2 separate regions of the Mus musculus genome follow, and region 1 is linked to region 2. The links are chromatin contacts, called in public promoter capture Hi-C maps. All regions are on one chromosome and are shown on one strand. The core of a region is the stretch at or near the end of the contact, and the rest is flanking DNA. Distances in the headings are between cores, read along the strand shown.

What was found. Promoter capture Hi-C pulls out the DNA fragments that hold promoters and counts their contacts.
Region 1: a contact with region 2 is called in a promoter capture Hi-C map of pre-B cells, with 2.5 times the contacts expected there. The contact joins the promoter of Hoxa4 here to the promoter of Fam221a in region 2. A contact is called at or near these places in 3 of 39 promoter capture datasets (hippocampal neurons, liver and pre-B cells) and 1 of 9 other capture datasets (adipose tissue).

Annotation. Positions count from the first base shown.
Region 1 is chr6:52,189,716-52,193,863 of GRCm38.p6, reverse strand. It overlaps Hoxa4 (homeobox A4), which reads left to right and starts at 2,161. Exons shown (of 2, transcript NM_008265.4): 1 at 2,161-2,686; 2 at 3,176-4,148. The coding sequence starts at 2,176. The coding sequence ends at 3,522. All of the region lies in intron 2 of Hoxa3 (homeobox A3), which reads left to right. LOC115490409 (a long non-coding RNA gene) reads right to left here. Exons shown (of 2, transcript NR_168044.1): 2 at 804-1,339.
Region 2 is chr6:49,365,944-49,370,694 of GRCm38.p6, reverse strand. It overlaps Fam221a (family with sequence similarity 221, member A), which reads right to left and starts at 2,956. Exons shown (of 7, transcript NM_172727.3): 1 at 2,722-2,956. The coding sequence starts at 2,786.

The DNA of each region.
Region 1 (4,148 bases), core at 912-3,411, 2.8 Mb before region 2:
AGTGCTCAGGGTTGGTGACACCAGAAGCAGACTAGATTTCCTCAAGCTTTTCATCCAACCTGAACACATGCAGATATGCAGTGCATGTGTATTTGTATGGTCTGTCTGTGTGCTACTAATGTTAGAGATGTCTCCTGTCTCATTTGTGTACCTATTTTCTTGCTATTTTCTTGCTAGAGAGAGATATCAGTTTAAAGTAGCCACATCAGGCTAGATTTCCTTCCTCCAGTCTAGAGAAGATATCTAGAGATTAGAATCTTTGTTGGTTTCCATCTATGGCTCAGATTTTCATTTAAAAAAAAAATCATGGTGCTTCCTGTCAGTGGACAGCTCTCTTTACCAGCACAGACACCCAGTGTGGAAAATCTCTTTGTACTACTTCAGGATGATTTCAATAAGAAACTAACATGATCCTTTTTTTAACCTCTTTCCCTAAATTACTTTAAAGATTAGTCTCAATAATAGTCTTCATGTGTCTAAGCATTAAATGACTATCTATCAAATAGGATATATCCCAGTATTTAGTAGCTCAAGTGAGTAACAGATATGAATGAAGATAGAATGGATGTTCTTTCTGAAGTGTCTCTAGGCTTGGGTTATAACTTTCCTGGTCTGCGTTTGAGAAGGCCGTTGTTCTATCCTGCTCTCTGAAAAATCAGCAAGGTGCACCAACGGAAACTGCTTTGCATACCCAGAGGAGAGTTATTTTTTAGAATGGCGGTGATAGTTTGCACTGCTTTACCATCATGCAAAGGATCTAGGCGTGTCTGCTATTCAGAAGAAAGAAAGAGCACAATTCCAGGTACGAGTGAGGCATCAGTATTTACTTCAAAGATCAACATTAGGTGGAATTAATAAGTAATTTATTTGTTAATAATAATGGCATAATTAGTTTACCCATCAAATTTCAATTACCAAATGGCAGGCAACAGTCCCTTCTCTCTCCTTTCCAGAGCTACTGATATCGTTAAAATGCTAATTTTTCAGCAATCGCGGGCTGGTCTGTAAATATAGCCCTTGGTTTAGATCCTGCACGAGGAAACAGCATCCAAAAGGAGAAGGGAGGGAAAAGTTAGAAAAGACCGATTGACAATTAGACCAGGCAGGGTCTTATTGTATCTCAAACTTGTTTTTGTTTGGTGATTGTTCTGAAACGCGAAGTTACTGGATTCGAAGCCGGGTTTTGTGCAGGCGTCGTCTCTCTTCCCACTCTGGGGTGGAGGTCTCACAATAGCGCCTAATAAAGGAGGCACATTTAGCTCTCCTCAGCACCTCCATCAACTGCAATATAGGAAGGTTCCAAGTCTTTAAATGAAAAAATAATGTACAAATTCTGCGTCTGAAAGAAAAAAAGTAAAAATAAGTATCCACGAGGTTTTAGTGGATCGCCCTCGCTTGCTGTACTTCCTTGACCCGCTTGTTCAGCGGCCCTTCTACCCATCCTCCCTGTGCAGCTCCAGCCCTGGCTTCGCAAAGCAGGGACTCCCTAACAGCCGGGTGGATGTGTAGGGCGTGGACAAAGAATCAAAGGGCGAGAAAAATGGGTCCGTAGGCCTCCTTCGTTTTATTCCAGAGCTAGGATAAAAAGCCAGGGTCTGCCTCTTGGTCCCAGTGCCCTTCCCTCTCCTGGAGGGCCTCGAACCCTCGGAGGACCACCCGAAGCCTGGTTGGACTGGAGATCGGCGCTGAGTCGTGGCGACCAGCTGCCCAGAGGCCTAGGACAGACGTGGGCAGGAACAGGGCTCGAAAGGACCCGCAGTCTAACAGGCCCCAACTTCTCAGCCGGAACCCAAGTTGGGGGGCCCGAGGAACCCAAGCTCGCTTCTCCCACCCTGAAGGCTAGCAGCATCCATCACGCATCCCCCGCGCGTTTCCTGATCCGGGTCCGCGCGCGCGGATTTCCCATTGGCCGGATCGCAGCACGTGGGGCGCGGGGGCGGGGCGCGCAGGGCCACGGGGAGCGCGCGCGGGCGGGGGAGGAGCGGCGCGGACTTCGGCGGCGGCGACGGCGGGAGGGGGAGGGGCAGTCGTTTGACAGCGGGGGGAGGGGCGGGCGCCGGGGCCGGGGGGGGGGGGGGGGGGGGATGGGAAGCGCGGCGAGAGGGGGAGGGGCCTCGGCGAGCGCAGAAAAACGACACCGCGAGAAAAATTAGTATTTTTGCACTTCACAAATTAATGACCATGAGCTCGTTTTTGATAAACTCCAACTACATCGAGCCCAAGTTCCCTCCTTTCGAGGAGTTCGCCCCGCACGGTGGCCCGGGCGGTGGGGACGGCGCCGTGGGCGGGGGTCCCGGCTACCCGCGGCCCCAGAGCGCCCCGCACCTGCCGGCCCCGAACCCGCACGCGGCCCGCCAGCCCCCCGCTTACTACGCGCCGCGGGCGCGCGAGCCCAGCTACCCCGGGGGCCTGTACCCCGCGCCCGCCGCCGCCTGTCCCTACGCCTGCCGCGGGGCCAGCCCCGCGCGACCCGAGCAGTCCCCGGCCCCCGGCGCGCACCCCAGCCCGGCCCCGCAGCCCCCCGCGCCCCCTCGGCACTGCGCTCCCGGCCCCACCACCCCGGCTGTCGCGACGGGGGGCAGCGCCCCCGCGTGCCCGCTGCTGCTGGCGGACCAGGGCCCGGCGGGCCCGAAGGGCAAGGAGCCGGTGGTGTACCCCTGGATGAAGAAGATCCACGTGAGCGCCGGTATGTGGCGCCGCCGGGAGGGCAGCGGGCGTGGGGGCGCGGGGCAGGGCGCGGGAGGGGACCCCCATCTGGCCGGCGCTTTGGCTGTGGGTGTGTGCGCGCCGCCCGCAGCCTGGTCCTAACGTGAGAACCCTTTTGTACCCAGGGTCCCTTTATCCTGAGATTTACGAGACGCCAAACTGTTAGGGCAGTAATTATAGCCCCCATAAATTTAATTGCCCTGGCAGAGGCTCCCGGCCATGTGTCTTTGAAGCTTTTCTTCAGCCCCAAAGCCCAGCACCATTCTTTATGGCTCTCGGGTGTTTCCCGTTGTCAATAGCCTGTGAAACATTTTCTTTGCCTTTTTATGTATCTTGTGTGAACTTGGTGTCAGGTTATTATATAATGATGATGTCCGATTGCTCTTCCCCACCCTATCTCCTCTCTCCTCCCCTCCTCCTCTTCTACTTCTTCCTCTTTGGCCTTCTCTTTCGGGGTTCTGGTGTTCAGTCAACTCCAGTTATAACGGAGGCGAACCTAAGCGCTCTCGAACCGCCTATACCCGGCAGCAAGTCTTGGAACTGGAGAAGGAATTCCACTTTAACCGCTACCTGACCCGGCGGCGCCGCATCGAGATCGCCCACACGCTCTGCTTGTCGGAGCGCCAGGTCAAGATCTGGTTTCAGAACCGGAGAATGAAGTGGAAGAAAGACCACAAACTTCCCAACACCAAGATGCGATCTTCCAACACTGCCTCGGCCCCTGCCGGCCCGCCTGGGAAAGCACAAACTCACAGCCCACACCCCCATCCCCACCCTCTCCCTGGTGCTTCCACACCCATTCCCTCCTCCATATAATCTAGAGACCTGGATCAGTTTCTCTCACTTATGTGCCCTACTCATCTCCTGCTCCTGTCCTCATCTGCTCTTCCCTAAGTAAACCCGAGACACCAAAACAAAATCCAACTTGCTGGAAACCATAACCAAAAAGAAGACATTATCCCTGGTTGGTGTGACCCCTCCAAGAGGACGTCTGTCCTCGTCCTCGTTACTGCTTAGTGGAACAACCTGCTGACCTGGACAACTTTGCCAGGATTGGACACCTGTAAGAAAGCACTGGCCATCGACTACCTTTGAGTCAGCCAGACAGCACGTGCTGACTGGGGACATGTACTTGTATGCAGAAGAAGCAGGCCGGTTCCCAGCTTCCCAGCTTTCTAACCTTCCTTCCTCTTCTGCGTTAAGGCAGCTCACATGAGCTTTACTGAGTAGACTTTGTGGACCTCACCAGATTATTTAATTTTCAAAGTGTGTAGACCTTGATGGTAGGTGTGGCATGTAGTTTCCTCTCCTTGCATTTATTTAAGATACTGTTAGAGAGATATTGTTGTCTTATACTGGGGCACAGCGTTGGGGAGAGGGAAATGCATTTAGACTCACTTACAACTGTACAGAGAGATATGGTTGTATAAAGAGGAATGTGC
Region 2 (4,751 bases), core at 1,707-4,206:
TAAAAAAAAAGAAAAAAAAAAAGAAAACAGAAGCCCAAGAGAGGCCCATTGGACTTGCAAACTTTATATGCCCCAATACAGGGGAATGCCAGGGCCAAAAAGTGGGAGTGGGTGGGTAGGGGGGGAGGGTATGGGGGACTTTTGGGATAGCATTGGAAATATAAATGAGGAAAATACCTAATAAAAATATTAAAAATTAATTAATTAGTTAATTAATTTAAAAAAAGAAAATTCAGAGGAACTACAAAAAGAAAAAAGAAAACAGAAGCCCAATTCATAAGCTATACAATCAGCAAAATTTTCTCCCTTGTTGTTTTAAATAAACTTTTAAAACCCTAGAAATACAATAAAAGCCACCTACAAAGATTACTCAGCCCCAAAGTCTATACATCTCAGAGGACTTCTACAAAGTTAGAATTCTGAAGCTGTGGAGCTTCCCACTGGACTCTGCACTTAAACAATTTAATAAATGTTTACACACTCATCCTCCAAGAAAACGAAAGAATGCAGACAGAGCTTTCTCTCCTCTTTCCTACCTGTGCCTGTAGCCTGCATTCAGTCCTTCCTCTCCCCTAATGCCTGCCCTTTCTTGTTCTCACCTCTGCTTAAGTACTCTAGACACACAATAGTGTTTTTATGACTTATTCTGAGATAAAGTTTTATTATAGCCGTCAAAGAACAGCAGCAGATACAGAAAGAGTGTAGGATAAATGCAAATCTTTTAAGTAAGAAAGTGTTGGTATCTAAATTCCAAACCAAAACAGCTCAAACTTTATTGTACGTCCACTGTGTCCAGGGCATTTGTTCACCTGCTGGACTGAGTTACTGAGCCTGGGTAAGTCTAACACCCTGATCTTCTAGTAAGCCCCCAGGTGCCCCATCTTTTGACACTGTGAGGAAAAAGACTAAACTCTCTCCCAGATGCCTCCCACCAAAGGCAAGTCAAAAATTAAAGAAAAATGGCAACGTGTTTTGTTTGGCCTTTCTTTTTGCAGAACCCAGGGCCTTGCACTTGCCAGGCGATGCTCTACCACTGAGCTACAGCCTCGCCTTTAGTTTTTCAGCAGGTTCTCACCAGGTGGTTTGGACTGATCTTGAACTCACTACCCTCCTAGACATCTCCTCAGGGCTGAGATTACAGGCCTGGCCCCTGACAATAGGAAAGTTGGTTTCTGATAGGGATCATTTTGGAATGCCTTCCCCAAATAACCCTTTGATATCTGGAAGGCCGAGTCTTCATGTTTCTCAGATCTTATTGATGCAATAATCTCTCCTAAAGGGAAATGTTCCATAATATTTACGATTGCAAAAAATAATTTTCCATGAGCCTGTCCCTACCATTTTCTGGACAAGAGACAAGTGAAAAGCCAGAAAGCAAAACTAAAGAAGCCAGCCGTGCTCTGTAAGAGGGTGAGCATGCGGTGAACCTACCATGAAGACTGGGTGCTACTGCCTAGTTTTATGTCAACTTGACCCAAGCTAGAGTCATACAGAAATAGAAAATCTCAAATGAGGGCTGGAGAGTTGGTTCAGTCATTAAGAGCACTGACTGGTCTTCTAGAGGTCCTGAGTTCAATTCCCAGCAACCACATGGTGGCTCACAACCATCTGTAATGGGATCTGATGCCCTCTGCTGGTGTGTCTGAAGACAGGTACAGTGTACTCATATACAAAAAATAAATAATTCCTTTTTAAAAAGAATTTTTAAAAAAATAAGAAAATTTCAACTGAGAAAAAATGACACACATACACACTAGACTGGCCTGTGGGCAAGCCTGTGGCAGGACCTCTGATTGATGTAGGAGGGCCCAGCTCACTATTACTATGCTATTAGCAAACAGGCCGAGCAAGCCATGAACAGCAAAGCAATGAGCAGCACCCTCCAGGGGCACTGCATTAGCCCCTGGCCTGGCCTCCCTGGATCATGGCCTACAAGCTATACACTGAAATAAACCCTTTCCTCCTAAGTTGCTTTTGATCAGTGTTTCAATAGAGCAATAGAAACCTAACTAAGACAGACTGATCAAGCTGTTCCATCTCACATTTCCTGTTCAGAATCTTCAGAAAGTTCTAAGCATTACCCAAAACTACACTATTGGGGCAATATGCTGGGAAACCCAACTGCCTGGACACCCCACGAATGACTTGGGGGAAGCTCTATACATCTGGCTTTTCCTTTGTGCACACACATTCTCCAAGTCGTCTGTAACCTCTATTCTCCCAGTTTCCCAGCTGTCAAGAAGAAACCCCTCCTAGGCTATGGGAATTGGGGGCAGATGTGTGTGGAGCCAAAGGAGCAAGCAGCTGTGTTCCCTGCTTCCAGAGAGGAGTCTCGGAAGCTAAGTCCAAAAACCATCTCCCTTGGTTTGGGAGAGCACTGAATTGATGTATAAACTGACATCTACTAACTTTTATAGACCCAATATGTAAATCAATTGTCACTAAGAGAAACAAAAAGGGATCCATTTTAAAAGTAGTTAATCATCCCTTTTGGCAAAGGAGACTCTCAAGTGGTCTCCGAAGAGATTCATTATAGAATAGAATTGTGTGTCTGCAAATTTAATTACAGAGGATGAAATGTGAAATTAATCCAGGCCTCCCGAACAGACTCCCAGAGCGCTAGTACGTTCGTCCGCTGGGTCCGGGTTCGTCCCACCGTGCTCGGACGGACAAGAGTCCGTGAACAGGAGCCCGCCCCGCGGAGCAGAGTTAAGGCCTCACCTCCGGTACTCCAAGTACTCGTCCACTGCCTCCGCACCACCAGGAGGCAACGTCAGCCGCTCCATGGCCGCGGGAAGCGAAAGGAGCCCTTGCCTCGAGCTCTTGAGTCCGCCCTGCAGCTGCCAGGCAGGATCCACCAGACCTGCGCGAGTAACAAACAGCCTTGCCGCCAGAAACTGCCCGGTCCCGCCCCCTTAGCCCCGCCCCGTCCTGGGCCCCGCCCCTCTGTTTCACCCGCTTAGTCCCGCCCTTGTCCCCCTCAGCTCCCGTCCTCTCCCCGCAGCTCCTCCCCAATCAATCTTCCCCCTCCTCTGGGCTCCGCCCCACTTAGCTCCGCCCTCATCCTTACCTCTCCCCAGCTCCCGCTCTACCCTAGCATCCGGCCTGTCCTAGCGCCCCTCTTCTTCCTTGTGCCACGCCCCTTGGCCAAGCCCCGCTTTGCCCCGCCCCTCTTGCTGCTCCAGGCCAAACGTCTCCACCAACCCTCGTGATTGCTTCCGTGGCCCACAGTCTACCTGGCGATCCTCTAAGGGTCCTTGAGCTTAATTTAGCTTGAGCTTCGCCACCCTACCGCTACCTGAGCCCTACAAATTGGCTTCTCCTGCATAGCCCAAGGCTGCAAAACAGATGCTGTTTGCCCACTTCAAACTTCGTGCTCTTCACTGCTTCATTCCCAGAGTCTCCTTAAGAATAAGTGCAGTGCCAGGATACAATGGGTTCTCAAAACAGGGTTTATATACCTCTTCCCATTTAATCAATCTCTCGAAATGTACGTAGTCTTGGAGAATTGGCCACTTGGAGCGGTAGCTAAGAGTGCTTGCTGTGCGATCATAAGTACCAGAGTTCAGATCCCAGCACCCACATAAAGAACCAGGCATCTCAGACTCTTAATACCCCAGTTTCAAGGTAGGTGGAGACAGAAAAATCAATGAGGTTTGCTGGCTTTCAGCCTAGACAAGAAAATCCCAACCCTGGGTTCAGGGAGAGACTACATGAAAGGATTAAATGGAGCATGATAGAGGAAGACACCCAACCCTTTCCTCTTGCCCACTGGCCTCAGAGCTTGTTTACACTGCTGCACGCACCCATTCACAATCACACACTTCGAATCAGTACATCTCTGAAGTGTGGGGGAGGGGTGTCAACGTCCATGTTTTCAGTATTACGGTTGAGGCTGAGAACTGAGCATAGAAGCTTAGTTGGACAGCATGAGTTTAGCATACTGAGACCCTGGGTTCAAGTCTCGATGCCACTGGAAAATAATAAAATATAAAACCAGCAATCCTGAGTACCAGTGCAAGTGACAAGGAAAAAAAAATGTTCTCCAAAGAAAATAACAGGTTAAGGAAGAACAAGCAGAAACAATTCAGCCAAGTTCTTGCCTTCCGGGTAGGAGCACAAAGCCTTTGAGCTGCTAGGTAAGCTCTGTACTGCCAAACTATACACCTGACTCCAAGATAAGTCTGTTTCAACATTTAAAAAGAATCTCCACGCATTTTATATAAAAATGGAATTATCATCCGTTAGTAATTTAGCTATAAGTTGTTCTGGCAAGCTGAAAAGGAGTAAGAAATTAACCGTTACTCAGGAGAAAAGAATTCTCAAACATTGTAGCTCTCTATGGACCAAATTTCTCATCCTTTAATCTTCTTGTTTAACAGATAATTGGATTTTTAGAGATTCAAGGTTCACAGCAACTCGAATGCAGCAGGTCAGCTGTGGCTGTTTTCCAACAGTGTGTTTCTACTTCAGGGCTCTGCCAACTGAGCCGTATCCCTGGCCTGGTCAGGGTGGGATGGTTTTGAGAGGTCTCACCCGCTATATGATCCTGGCTAATTTAGAACTCACCATGCGGTCAAGTCTGTTTTCACACTTGGGCTTCTCCTGCCTCTGCTTCCAAATGCCTGGATAAGTAAGGGATGTTCTTAGTGTTAAACTTCTTAAAGTTCTTATTGTTATTAGCCCGTCATTCAAAATCCTTTTTAAAAGTGTTTTAATTAGCATACAAAGTGTTGAATTTCCATAAGTCT